Regions from separate parts of the Mus musculus genome. Here all the other regions are linked to region 2. The links are chromatin contacts, called in public Hi-C and Micro-C maps. All regions are on one chromosome and are shown on one strand. Each heading gives the region's core, a stretch centred on a gene start, on an enhancer-like site or on the middle of the called end of the contact. The rest is flanking DNA. Distances are from core to core; before and after follow the strand shown.

Region 1 (2,826 bases), core at 249-2,748, 170 kb before region 2:
ACAGCAGAAAGAGCCAGGACTAGAGTACAGATCTTCTGACTCACTTCCCAGTGCTTTTCTGCTGCACGCTGTACCTCTCACCAAACTGCATAAGCATACATTGTATTTGGTGACTGTCACCTGTGTTTTACATGTTTCTTTACTATCATTCACATCAAATATGCTGTTAGTATTTCTACCTGCCATAGTAAGTTCTAACTATGATGTAGGTTCCAGAAGAGAATCTGTGAGAAGAAGATATAAAAGGTTGGGTTTTAAGGCCTTTCTAGAAAATTTTAAGGTGAAATCTACTTGAGCACAGAGTACAGTCACACTTGACAGGTGCCAGCTTCCTCCTAAGGAAGGCTCTCAGGTGCTGACACTGGGAGCTGGGAGTGCAGGAGACTCACATGCATCTGTATTTACCTTCAGATCCAGTCTCATAGCCCTGTGGGTCTGTGTGGGCCACCATGTCCTCTGTTCTCTGAAATGTTTGGTTACCACACGAGTTTAGCCAATATGATTCTAGCAGGAGACTGGTAGACCGGAATAGGTGAAGTTTCCGAGTTTGTCCCAACTTTATTTCTAGGAGTTGCTTGAAGTACACAGCTCCTATAGCAGGCACTTTCTACACAGCCCCTTGCCCCTGACTCTTTACACAGACACAGACACAGACACAGACACACACACACACACACACACACACACACACACACACACAGAGAGAGAGAGAGACAGACAGAGACAGAGACAGAGATAGAGACAGAGAGGGGGAGAGACAGAGACAGAGAGAGACAGAGAGACTGGGGGGAGAGGGGGAGAGATCAGTGTTATGGTCACAGTGAACTTGCCACAGATTCCCTTATGCTCTTGAATCAAGCTACAGGCTCCGTATCCAGCTCTGTGACATGTGAACAGTGAGAGTAAACAGGAGTGACTCTGTCCCAGGTCCCTAAGACACTGGTCACTTCTACCATGCACACTTGGAGGCTTTAGAACCTCCATGCTCTGGAGTGCTGAGACCTTGACTAGTATAGAAACCCAAATAGCTAAGGCTGCCTCCCTGGGAGAAGCCCCAGCCATACCTGTATAGAAAGGAAGAGGCACAGAGGAGAAAGAGATGCTCAGGCAGCCCCAAATGCTCAGGCCCTAGTCACAGAAATGATCTCACTTGAGGCCCACGCCCTAGAGCCGGACTGTTGCACTGTGCAGGTGGTGACTCACACTAACAACCAATGGCTGCTGTTAAGTCCAGCTCTAAGCGTGGTTTCTGACACAGCACCAAACACTGAAATGTTGCCCTCTCAAACCCTCTTTAGCTCCTCAGCTTGCCTGACAGCACCATCTGAGGCCCACCTGTTCTTACTGGGACCCTGACATATGAATGACAGTCACTAGGGCAAATATTCATATCCTAAACATCTCTTCTGATAAAACCGCAGAAGGACACTTCCCTCTGAGGGTGGTGTGACCTGAGGCCTTGCTTGCCTTCACAGGATGAAATAGGAATGGAAAGACATGTGTCACTTCCAGATAAAAGCTCCACGTCTCTCCCTCTGACACTATGACAGGTGATGTAAGCTCCAGGGTTGACACTTTTGTCCCTAAGTGCCTTCTTGCCTTGCTCCTTGAAGTACAATCCCTGTTTGTTTAATCCTTCCTTCACTTCTGCTTCTCTGAGAAGGCAGGCTAGTGCAACTAACCAATGAGCGCTCAGCTTTGAATATTAGCTTGGACAAATTAACCGGGCAGACCCATGAGAAGCAGACAACGTACCCTTTGCTCTAAAGTACAATAGAACCAACCAGCTTGAGTGACTCTAGACATATCTGCAGCTGAATTTATTTGCTTACTTCATCTATCAATAACATTTTCTTTAATATGACTTTCACAAAAGCATGCTCAACCTATCTGTAAAAATCAACTCTTTCCCAAATGTCCAAAGTGGGCTTCCCATCTCTTATTCCACACTCTGGAGGCTATATGTATTTAGGAATTTAAAAACTTTTAGAAGAATGATATATTTATCTGCCATGTTCTTATATAAAATCCCCAGAAGGTCTGAGCTAGCACCCTAAACTAGGTATATTAGTATTTTCTCCACAGAACATACAAATACTAACACAGGTTAAAAATCAACAACCTTGAGATAGCTCAGGCAGGACCAGACACCAAATGCACTCAGCGAGGTTGGATGGTTTGTCAAATGAATTGATAAAAACCTTGTGTTCAGGGCTTTCTGAGTCACCTTTATTACTCAACCTAGAGATTGAACCCAAGTCTACTCCCAGGCCCAGAGCTTTCCCCAATGTGTTCCGCTTGCACATGACTGTGGAAGAAAGTCCTGCAGCCTTTAAAAAGAACCCCGTGAACCCTGCACTAACCCTGAGGAATAAATGGCCACACCTCAGTGTTGGATGAAGACAGTATGAGAGTAAGCTCCTGAGTGGACTCCATACCTATCTGCAGCAGTGAGGAGCAATTGCAGAGATGCCCACTATCAGCCTACATACCCGCCCCACTTTTCCTACTCACAGGTTGTGAGTGTGTATGCAGGTGGGATGTGGTGTGCATCTGATGTGTTACTTATTAGAGTAGGTGGAGGTATGCACATCCATGTGTATAAGCTAGGGGTCAATGTCAAATATCTTTCCTCCCTCTCTTCCTTCCCTCCCTGATACAGATGTTGTCACTAAATCTGAAGCTCACTGATTCAAATAGGACAGCTGGCCAAAGAACTCCCAAGATCCTCCTGTCTCTACCTGCTGCAGCCCCACATTGTCCCCGCAGCATGGGGAGTCAAGATACAAAATACCAAGCCTGGCTTTTCAATGTGGATTTGTGGGG
Region 2 (2,885 bases), core at 67-2,566:
AGAGCAGCCCACAGAGTAGTAGGCCCCATCTAAAGAAAGCAACAATTGGTCTGCCATCTCCCCCGCCCACCCCACCCCCTTCCTCCTCCTGAGAACAGCCTGTCTTCATTTGGAGCTCTTTTCTCTTAAAGGAGGGGATGTGGTACCCCCTGCGCCTGGATGGCTAGGGCTGCAATACCTGTAGAATAGTTGACAGCTGATCTGTCAAGTACAGGAGGCTAAAGCCAACCTGGGCTAATTCTCAGCACCCACTCACAGGAGTCCCAAAACTCCAAGCAAACACAGTAGCTGTCACCCCCAACACCTCACCCACCCGAGCTTGAAATAAAACAATAGCTAGCTAACCTCGCAGGAGTGGGGTTAACAAGGGAGCTTTGTTGAAACCAGGGAAAACAAGCACACACACACGCGCACATACATACATATACACACACTGATAACCATAACTCAAACTCAGTTTCATCAGAGAATTTATGAAATTGAGCAACAGTAACCCAACAATAAATTCCTCACAGCAGGAAAGTGCTGCAAGCCCAGTGGCACCGCCTCTGACTCTGGTGTATGCCAGGAAAGGTTTGGAGAGGAAGACAGACCTAGATCTCATCGTCTCTGCCAATTATTCCTGGGGGACCCAGGCGCTGCGACCCAAGGGACTGAGAAAAGAGGTGGAGAGCCTGATGACATCTTCCTCCGTCAAAACAAGCTGGCCTTCTTCTTCCAGGGTCAGTCCTGAGTAACGTCGCCTGCAGGAGCCCCCAGCGTCCCGGGTAGTCACTGGACTTCCCCAGCCGTCCTACCAGTCCTCTCTCCAAAACCTGCTCCTGCCACCCAGCAGGATGCAGGAAGGAGGTTCTCGGGACAGTCTCTTCCTCCTCCAACACCCTAAAATAAAATAAAAGCAAGCCTTCAAGCACAGATTTCTTACCTGCGTGCGGCCGCGGATCCTCCTGCTACGCAGTGTCCCCTAGACAGTCAGAAAGTTTGTGCGACGGTCCCGGGTGCGGGAGAACAACCGAGCCTCCAGCGCACAGGGCACAACAGAGGACTGAGCCGGCTCCTCTGGGCCTAACACCCAACTCCAGGCGCCCGGGCAGCTGCCCTCGGGCGTCTGGGCGCGGTGACCTCCAGCCCTGGCTTCAACTCAGTCTGAGGACCCGGGGACAAATCACCCAGCTAGAGAAGGTCGGGGCACAACTTTTCTCCAGCACGTCAGCGGGTGACGGAGCTTCGCAGGTCTCGGGCTGGTCCCCGCCCCACAGCCCGCACCCTCCGAGGCAGGGAGGTGGCAGGGGCGGGGCCCAACCTGCCGAGCGACTCAGGGGCCCCGCCCCCAGGGCCTCCACCGCCTCCGACCCCGCCCCCAGTAAGCCCCGCCCTGTCGCCCAGACCCGCCTCCGCCAGGTGCTCGGGAGACTCGAATTGCGCGACTACAGCGCGCACCGGTTTCCTAGGTGAAGGGGGCGGGGCCTCTGCGAGAAAGTTTCCACCGAAACTTGAACTGGAGCGTTGTGGAGGACGCCTCGCCCTTGGGGGCTCGCCTCTCTGGCGAACTTCATCCCTCCTCCCGCGTCACGCCTGACAGGCAGGCACGCCCGGCTGGTTTCTAGGGTTTTCTGAGGAAAGGAAGCTGCACACCGCGACGCGCGGACGTCTTAGATTTCCCACTTCCAGAAGGTTTGAGTGCGGAGCCGTACGCATCGCCCCACGCGGATTCCCTTCGCCTGGTCTCGTCTTCCTGAGATATTTGAACTTTAACATGACAGGACAGTCCCAGTAGATCTGAGGCAAAAGATGAACGTGATCTCCTTTTACTGGACTGGAAAACTCGCCTGAATGAACAGGAGGCCATTTGGTTCCAGCAAGGAAGCAAAGAGTTGCAGTTTTGCAGTTTAGTTTCTTAGGGGTAATTTTAGTCGTTCGGACCTTATTTGTGAGCTTGAGGGTATTGCATAGGTGTGTGTCGTTCATTCACTGGCAACTGTCCCCACTGCCACCCTACCTCCAGCCAAAAAGAAAGGGCTGTTAAATGAATAGTCCTTAGCAAGGATGAAAGTTCGCAACTCGGAGCTCAGGAGAATGGAGAACAGCAGGGAGGTGGTGGCCCTTTGGCACTGTGTGGTACATTATCCTCTTCCAGGGCCCAACCCTCGACCTGGGGCGACCTTTGCCTAAGGACTGAGAACAGCATGCCACGCCAGCTCTCCCCTTCAGTCTCCACGCCCTATGTGCTTGGACGGTCTGTCCAGGCTCTGCTTCCTGTACTTTAAATCCCATAGGAGGAATTTGAATCTTGGTTAGCGGCTCTCTTGCTATTTGCATTGCCCTGTGGTTAGTGTGGCTGAAACTTGAATTGAGTCCTCCTCCCAGCGGATGGGGCTACACCACAGTCTGAGAAAACGGATGTGGAGGTTTTCCACCACAGCATCCTACTGGCGCCTCACCAAATCCTGCTTCTGAGGAAGAGTCTTCCTTTGTTCTGCATGAATGACCTCCGGAGATAACCAAAATCGGGCAGATCTAGTTTTCTAATTTTCCTTGCACCCATAGCAACTGGATGGTACAAACTTCATGCTTTCTCCTACTATCTGTACATCACCACCACCACCACCACCACCACCATGCCCGAATCACCAACTTTCGCTTTTGCCGCCTGAAGATAAAAAAAAAATGGTTCCTGAATATAAATCGGGGGTAGGGGGGACGGAATAAGAGAGCAGGGTTTTGCGAACAGCAGGTCACAGGTCTGCTCTGCCTTTGGAATATGGGCAAATCATTCCTTTACTCAGCAAATACCCATTGGGTAACTTTTGTTTGTCAAGCACTCTTGGGGGGCTGAAGAACAAAAACATTAACAGTCTCAACAATTATAAAATAAGCATTTTCTC
Region 3 (2,700 bases), core at 46-2,545, 210 kb before region 2:
GGCCTCCAGCCCGTTTTCTCCCTGCTGCAGGTTCATGAGTACTGGGATTTTACGTCTATAGCATCACACACAGCTCACAGATTAGGAAGTACCGTACTTCAATAGCCAGATTAAGTTATTACCCAATATACTGGGGAGGGGAGGGGGAGGTGCATTTACTTGCGCGCGTGCGCGCGCGCGTGTGTGTGTGTGTGTGTGTGTGTGTGTGTGTGTGTGTGTGTGTATGTATGCATGCACACAAATATTTTCATTACTTCCTCAACCCTCTACCACCTTTCATTGGGCATTATTTATTAAAATCAGCCATCACCAAAAGAAAGAAAGAAAGAAAGAAAGAAAGAAAGAAAGAAAGAAAGAAAGAAAGAAAGAAAGAAAGAAAGAAAGAAAGAAAGGAAGGTAGGTTTTATGAGCTTTGGAGAGGACACGGGATGTGGAGCAGGAGGAGGTATGGGAGGTAGATATATATGATCAAGACACATTGTATACATGTAAGAAATTCTCAAAGAATATTTTTTTAAATAGGTCACCATTCATTTTAGCCAGTGAGTAACAAGTGGTGACACAGAGCACACATGCTTACTGATAACCTAGCAAGGAAACAACCAATCAGAAGGCAGAGGCGAGGGACTGAAGCATAGTCCGTAGACAGAAGACTGACTGCGAGCAGGCAAGTGAGGTTCCAGAGATCTTCACTGCTCACCATAGTTCTGGCCATGTTTCTCCTGTTCCTCCCTCCCTGGGCTGGCTGTCCACCTCTGCCACTGTCCCCCAGCTCCTCTGCAGGACAGAGGTGTGCCTGAACTGTGCACACGGCTTCTCTTCAAGTAAAACTGCCCCTATCTGGACACGACAGGCAACAGAGCTCACAAACTTGCTAAAGATACACTAAGAGGATTCAGAGATGCCAACCCAGGCCCAAGCAGTTGATTTTCCCCAGAACTGGGACACTCCCGGAGCACAGGGTCTGTCACACCCCTGCCCACCAATATTCCCGGTCTTTGTCTGGCCTCTCACAGGTGCACACACCCAAGGGGGCCATTTCTCCTGGGATTTCTCTCTCTCTTTGCAAATCTCTCATCTCAACGGACTCCTCTGACACTTGGCCAAAGGAGAAATTTGTATCAGTTATTAATAGAATACTACTCTGAAGTATCAATATTTAGGAGCACTTAAGGCACAACAGACAGAGATATGGTAATTTATTTACCACGTAACAACTTCATTAGGAGGGATCCACACAACCATGCTGCTCACAAGCTCTCGGGCCCCCAAGCTTATCATGCGCAGCCAAACAACTGCACAGCAGGCAAAAATGGAAAGGGTAGATTATAACCTAGTTTTATATTCTTTCCAACAAAGTTTAAATGCCTAGAAGAATAAAGTTCTTTGTTGCCCTCGCTTCAGGGACAGATTCTAAATCAGAAAAGACATAATTTTTATGAGTTTAAAATATATTTTCTAGAAGGTTCCCATCCTCTAAGTATATATAACACCCCACATTGTTTCAAAATGCTTTTGTGGATATCACCACAATTGTTCCTTTCAATCATCCTACGAGGTAGCATATTCCAGAAGTAGAACAAGACAATCTGCAGCTCAGAGGGAGGGGAGGGAGCCAGAGGTCTCCTGCACAGGTCCTCTCGGGTGCTTTTCTCTGGCATCCACACGAAGTAGAGTAGGAAATAGGAAGTACTCAGTAAAGAACAACTGTGCTACTGCAGTAGCACCATCAGCTCCATGGAACAAGGAGCCGGCCAGAGCACCTAGGGAAGGTGGTGTCGAGCTGTCTGCACCTCAAGCCTGGCACCCCTCCTTCTTCCACAGAACTTGTCATAGTGAGATGCCCTGCAGGCACCTCTTGGACATCACAGAACCAACTAGCCCAATTTAGACATGTCCACACTCAAACACAGGTTTATTTCTCATCTTCCTAAGGTCCAGGCCTGGCTCTCAGATGCAGCCATGTTTAACACTGCTGCTGAGGACAGATGTGAATGCTATGAGCAGACAAAGGGGCAGAGCTTATCGTGTAAAGCTTACCAGATGTCCAGCAAGCAAGCCTGCCACAACTCTGGCTTTGCCTGGCCTTGGTGACCCACAGGAGAAAGCAATGGACCTCAGATCCAGTCAGGCTGCCATTTCAGGGACACACACACAGGAGAGAAAGAGAGAGAGAGAGAGAGAGAGAGAGAGAGAGAGAGAGAGAGAGAGAGAGAGAGAGAGAGAGAGAGAGAGAGAGAGAGAGAACACGCTTTATCCCTGCTGTCAGCGGAGCAGCATTTAGGAATTTAACATTTAAATGCAATCAAGCTTTGCCCACCTTGAGTAAGAGCCTGGGTCTGAGCAATAGAAAATGCTTTGCCAAGCTTTCTGCTGGATTTCACTCAGGCCCTGCTAATGCATTCTGTCCTGTCTGTAGATACTTGCTGGGGAGCTGAAGTAATCCTTTTAAAACAGACTACCAGCTGCGTCCTTATGATCGGATTTGTTCTCTGCTAATGCCTTAAGATTAGTTACTGATGACCTGATTTAAACCCGAAAAGTTCAAAAACGTTGTTTTACTTAAAAATCTTAGAAATGATAGTCTCCCATAAAGCGACAGCCTGTAAGGCCCTCCATGGTGTGCCACCAAGTTTTTCAAGACTTAGATTTAATTCCCCTTTAGTGGGATGCTATATTCACATCAGCAATCCCTCCAGC
Region 4 (2,811 bases), core at 201-2,700, 220 kb after region 2:
ACTCAGCAGTAAGTGTCAGAGGCTGAAAACAGTGTAGGCTTAGATAAGAGGCTAGAAGCTTCCAGGGCGAGGCCTGGGTTAGCAGGCTGAGGCAGTAAGCCTCAGAGATGACAGTTATCACAGGAGAACAAAAGTTACATTTACAGTTTAGCATTGCAGAAGACCAAGCTCAGGGTGTCAGAGAAGCTAGGCAGCTGCCCTGCTTCTGAGCAACGCTGCATGTTTGGAAGAGTTTAACTCTCCCGGTTAAGTGTTCACTCTGTCACTCAAGGTAACTGCCCACCAGTCACTCCACTCAAGTAAAGAGTTTGTTCTTCATCCTAGTTTTCATAAGCCAGTGTAATTCCTTCTTCTTGAAAGGCAGTTTATCCTATGAAGCTTTTTTCTAAGAAAGTAAAAATTATCATTTTAGGGAGAAGTTATGTTTTCAGCTCGTGCAGCTGGCACGTGAGAATTCTAACTAGTTCACATAGGAAACTTCTCTTACCCAATTTTCTCTGCTTGGGTCCAGCATCGGCCATCTGTTAGAGCCGCCCTTCCTCTCCCAGAGCATGCCGTTGGTAACAGCAGGACTTACACTGCCAAAAAGATCTATCCTCTTACATATATTTTTAAAGCTAAAAATGTAAAAGTTGTAACAGTCCAAAGTTTTCCCACTTGGAACATTGCCTTTTAGTTCCTCGCTGTGGCTTTGCAGAGAGTTGGCCTCCGGAGCCAGTGCGTTGTCTCTGCTGCTGATAATGAAATGAACTGTCCTATTAGGCTTTGGGGCTGGAGGGATTGTTACAGTTTTTAGGATTGTTACAGTTTTTAGAAAATGAAGCTTGAGTCACTGGCCTCAGCACTTGTCTGGTGCCCATTGCCAAGACCACAAAAAGCCATGGAGAAGAAGGTTCAAAATTGGGCATCTTCCCCTAAGTTGGTAAACAGGAGATATTAAATGTATCAATTATGGTTGAATCCAAAGGACTGGTCAGAGAGAAAGTGAAGGGTCGTCAGCAAGTGTGTGCCTTCCGTTTCCCTCCTACCTGGGTGGCCACAGAGTGCCGAAGCATTTTTTGTTTGTTTGTTTGTTTTGTTTTGCTTTTTATATGGAATGTACAGTAACATCCCCAGGGTTGTTTTTAGATTGACATGTTGCACAGAGACCCAGGAAAGCTGACTCCATGCAGACAGAAAGTAGATTGGTGCTTGCTTAGGGCAGAGGGGATGGTGAACGAGGAGTTGTACAGTAGGGGCAAATCCCACTGGGCAAGAACAAGCCCACTATCACAATGTTTGAGCCAATTTAAGGCACGCTTTATTAAAACTGTCCAGGACAGTGGACACCAGCCAGGTCTTTACCTGGGATTCCCAGAGAACAGCCCCAAAATATATTAGTCAGAGGCTTATAAAGGGAAAACCCACAAGGCTGTGTACTTCTCTCCTTCGTCCAGTTGGGGGCAAGCATACATCCTGATGGCCTTCCTGCCGACACACATCCCGCCTCCCCGTGTGATCAAGCTCGTCCTGCCCAGCTGGGGCAACCAAGTTCGTTTACAAAAGTGAAAGCATGTGGCCTGTGAACAACGCGCCCAGCATTCCTGGAGGCTGTCTGTTCTTAGGCAGGTCAGAGGCATTTGTGTTTTATAGATCTCTTGACACAGTAATTTAAACTTAAAACATAACTTTAGCCTTCACACGGGCTCTGTGGAGAAGCAGAGGGGATCAAAAAAAACAAAAAACAAAAAACAAAACACTGTAAACACAGACTTCAGTGATAGTTGCACAATTCCATGAATGTTCCTTAACCACATAGATCCTTTTTTTTTTGATAGTCATGCAGCAGTTTAACGATAAAAATATATTAATATTTTACTATACAGCAGCAAGAAGTTAGTTGTAAATTAAAAGCACATAAACATCTTTAAATGAAAACCTGTACAAGCCACATAGATTCTAAATGGATACATTTTATTTTGTATGAATTGTATCTCAGACATTTAACAAGTAGGTAATGTTAATGCATAGAAGGTGTTTGTTACAGTGGTTGGAGCACAACAATTGAGCAGTGGTATTAGCTATTCTTACTGTTATAATGTCATTACTCTAGCAATGAAGACCTTTGAACTATCTTGGGTTTACCTACAAGATGTGCACCCTGGTAGTGGAGTCTGGGTTGTCCGCCTCCCTTGTGGACAACCCTGTCTAGGCTGTTCCCCCTGATGAGTCTGCTTGCTCATCACTGAAGGCTTGAGCAAGGACCCTACCTGGAGGCTCAAATTATCTTCCCAACTTTCTCACTCCTGGGTATATTCAGGTCTTTGGTTCACTTGGAGACTCACATTCATGTTAGGTTTAAGGTAGATCTATGTCTCGACTTTTTCCAAGTCACCAGCCACCCAGCCTAGTATTCTTTATTGAATAGCCATTCTTTTTTCTGAAGATTTAAATCAGGAACAAATAAAAATCACACACACAATTAAGTACATAAATTGGTGTTCTTAAAGCCACCAGAGACCTAAAATAGCTCACAATTATCACAACTCCCGTGTTGCTCATTATTTAGACAAAGGCAGTAAGCAGGCGCTGGTGTGAAGCTGCCTCAGCCATCCTCTCTTGACCTGAGTTACAGTTCTGCTTCCTGTATTAAACAGACAGTTTGCCCCTGTGGCGCATTTTGGTTAAAAAAGCAGGAGGATTCGGGAAAGATCTGACAGGAGTGTAGAGTGGGAAGAGTGGGCCATTCCTCACAGTACACTGTGATCAAGCCAGTGCACCGAGGCTGTGGAAAGGGCAAGGATGAAGAGGTCAAGAGTCATTGAAAAAAAA

The links. Hi-C and Micro-C count contacts between places; a contact is called where the count stands out from the background.
Region 1: a Micro-C map of the HL-1 cell line shows a contact between it and region 2, with 1.8 times the contacts expected there. The contact joins the enhancer-like site here to the promoter of Glt28d2 in region 2. A contact is called at or near these places in 19 of 39 promoter capture datasets (the 3T3-L1 cell line, 3T3-L1-derived adipocytes, the C10 cell line and 11 more), 1 of 15 datasets of contacts at CTCF or cohesin (the NIH/3T3 cell line), 6 of 484 Hi-C or Micro-C datasets (the HL-1 cell line, cerebral cortex, embryonic fibroblasts and 2 more), 10 of 115 datasets of contacts at active chromatin or transcription factors (cardiomyocytes, craniofacial prominence, embryonic stem cells and 5 more) and 3 of 9 other capture datasets (adipose tissue, macrophages and pancreatic islet).
Region 3: a Hi-C map of rod photoreceptor shows a contact between it and region 2, with 4 times the contacts expected there. The contact joins the enhancer-like site here to the promoter of Glt28d2 in region 2. A contact is called at or near these places in 12 of 39 promoter capture datasets (the 3T3-L1 cell line, 3T3-L1-derived adipocytes, the SN4741 cell line and 6 more), 1 of 15 datasets of contacts at CTCF or cohesin (the NIH/3T3 cell line), 3 of 484 Hi-C or Micro-C datasets (cortical neurons and rod photoreceptor), 5 of 115 datasets of contacts at active chromatin or transcription factors (embryonic stem cells, kidney, neural tube and 1 more) and 2 of 9 other capture datasets (adipose tissue and pancreatic islet).
Region 4: a Hi-C map of hematopoietic stem and progenitor cells shows a contact between it and region 2, with 2.8 times the contacts expected there. The contact joins the enhancer-like site here to the promoter of Glt28d2 in region 2. A contact is called at or near these places in 8 of 39 promoter capture datasets (the 3T3-L1 cell line, the SN4741 cell line, embryonic stem cells and 3 more), 2 of 15 datasets of contacts at CTCF or cohesin (the NIH/3T3 cell line and embryonic stem cells), 1 of 484 Hi-C or Micro-C datasets (hematopoietic stem and progenitor cells), 7 of 115 datasets of contacts at active chromatin or transcription factors (bone marrow-derived macrophages, embryonic stem cells, fibro-adipogenic progenitors and 2 more) and 2 of 9 other capture datasets (adipose tissue and pancreatic islet).

What each region holds. Positions count from the first base shown.
Region 1 is chr3:85,714,798-85,717,623 of GRCm38.p6, forward strand. The region is part of intron 5 of Fam160a1 (family with sequence similarity 160, member A1); the gene reads right to left. Gm40082 (a long non-coding RNA gene) reads left to right here. Exons shown (of 3, transcript XR_001783868.1): 3 at 2,663-2,826. Among named protein-coding and RNA genes, the nearest start is that of Gm40082, 3.5 kb to the left of the region's middle. Within about 2 kb of position 1,499, at least 7 of the 459 cell types and tissues checked have an H3K27ac peak or open chromatin away from gene starts, as enhancers often do. A contact at or near this core is called in the HL-1 cell line, pancreatic cancer cells and trophoblast stem cells, where this site is marked.
Region 2 is chr3:85,886,202-85,889,086 of GRCm38.p6, forward strand. Glt28d2 (glycosyltransferase 28 domain containing 2) reads right to left here and starts at 1,317. Exons shown (of 2, transcript NM_177130.3): 1 at 926-1,317.
Region 3 is chr3:85,678,901-85,681,600 of GRCm38.p6, forward strand. All of the region lies in intron 7 of Fam160a1 (family with sequence similarity 160, member A1), which reads right to left. Among named protein-coding and RNA genes, the nearest start is that of Gm40082, 32 kb to the right of the region's middle. Within about 2 kb of position 1,296, at least 5 of the 459 cell types and tissues checked have an H3K27ac peak or open chromatin away from gene starts, as enhancers often do. A contact at or near this core is called in rod photoreceptor, where this site is marked.
Region 4 is chr3:86,108,786-86,111,596 of GRCm38.p6, forward strand. The region is part of intron 14 of Sh3d19 (SH3 domain protein D19); the gene reads left to right. Among named protein-coding and RNA genes, the nearest start is that of Gm25188, 9.7 kb to the left of the region's middle. Within about 2 kb of position 1,451, at least 100 of the 459 cell types and tissues checked have an H3K27ac peak or open chromatin away from gene starts, as enhancers often do. A contact at or near this core is called in adipose tissue, bone marrow-derived macrophages and hematopoietic stem and progenitor cells, where this site is marked.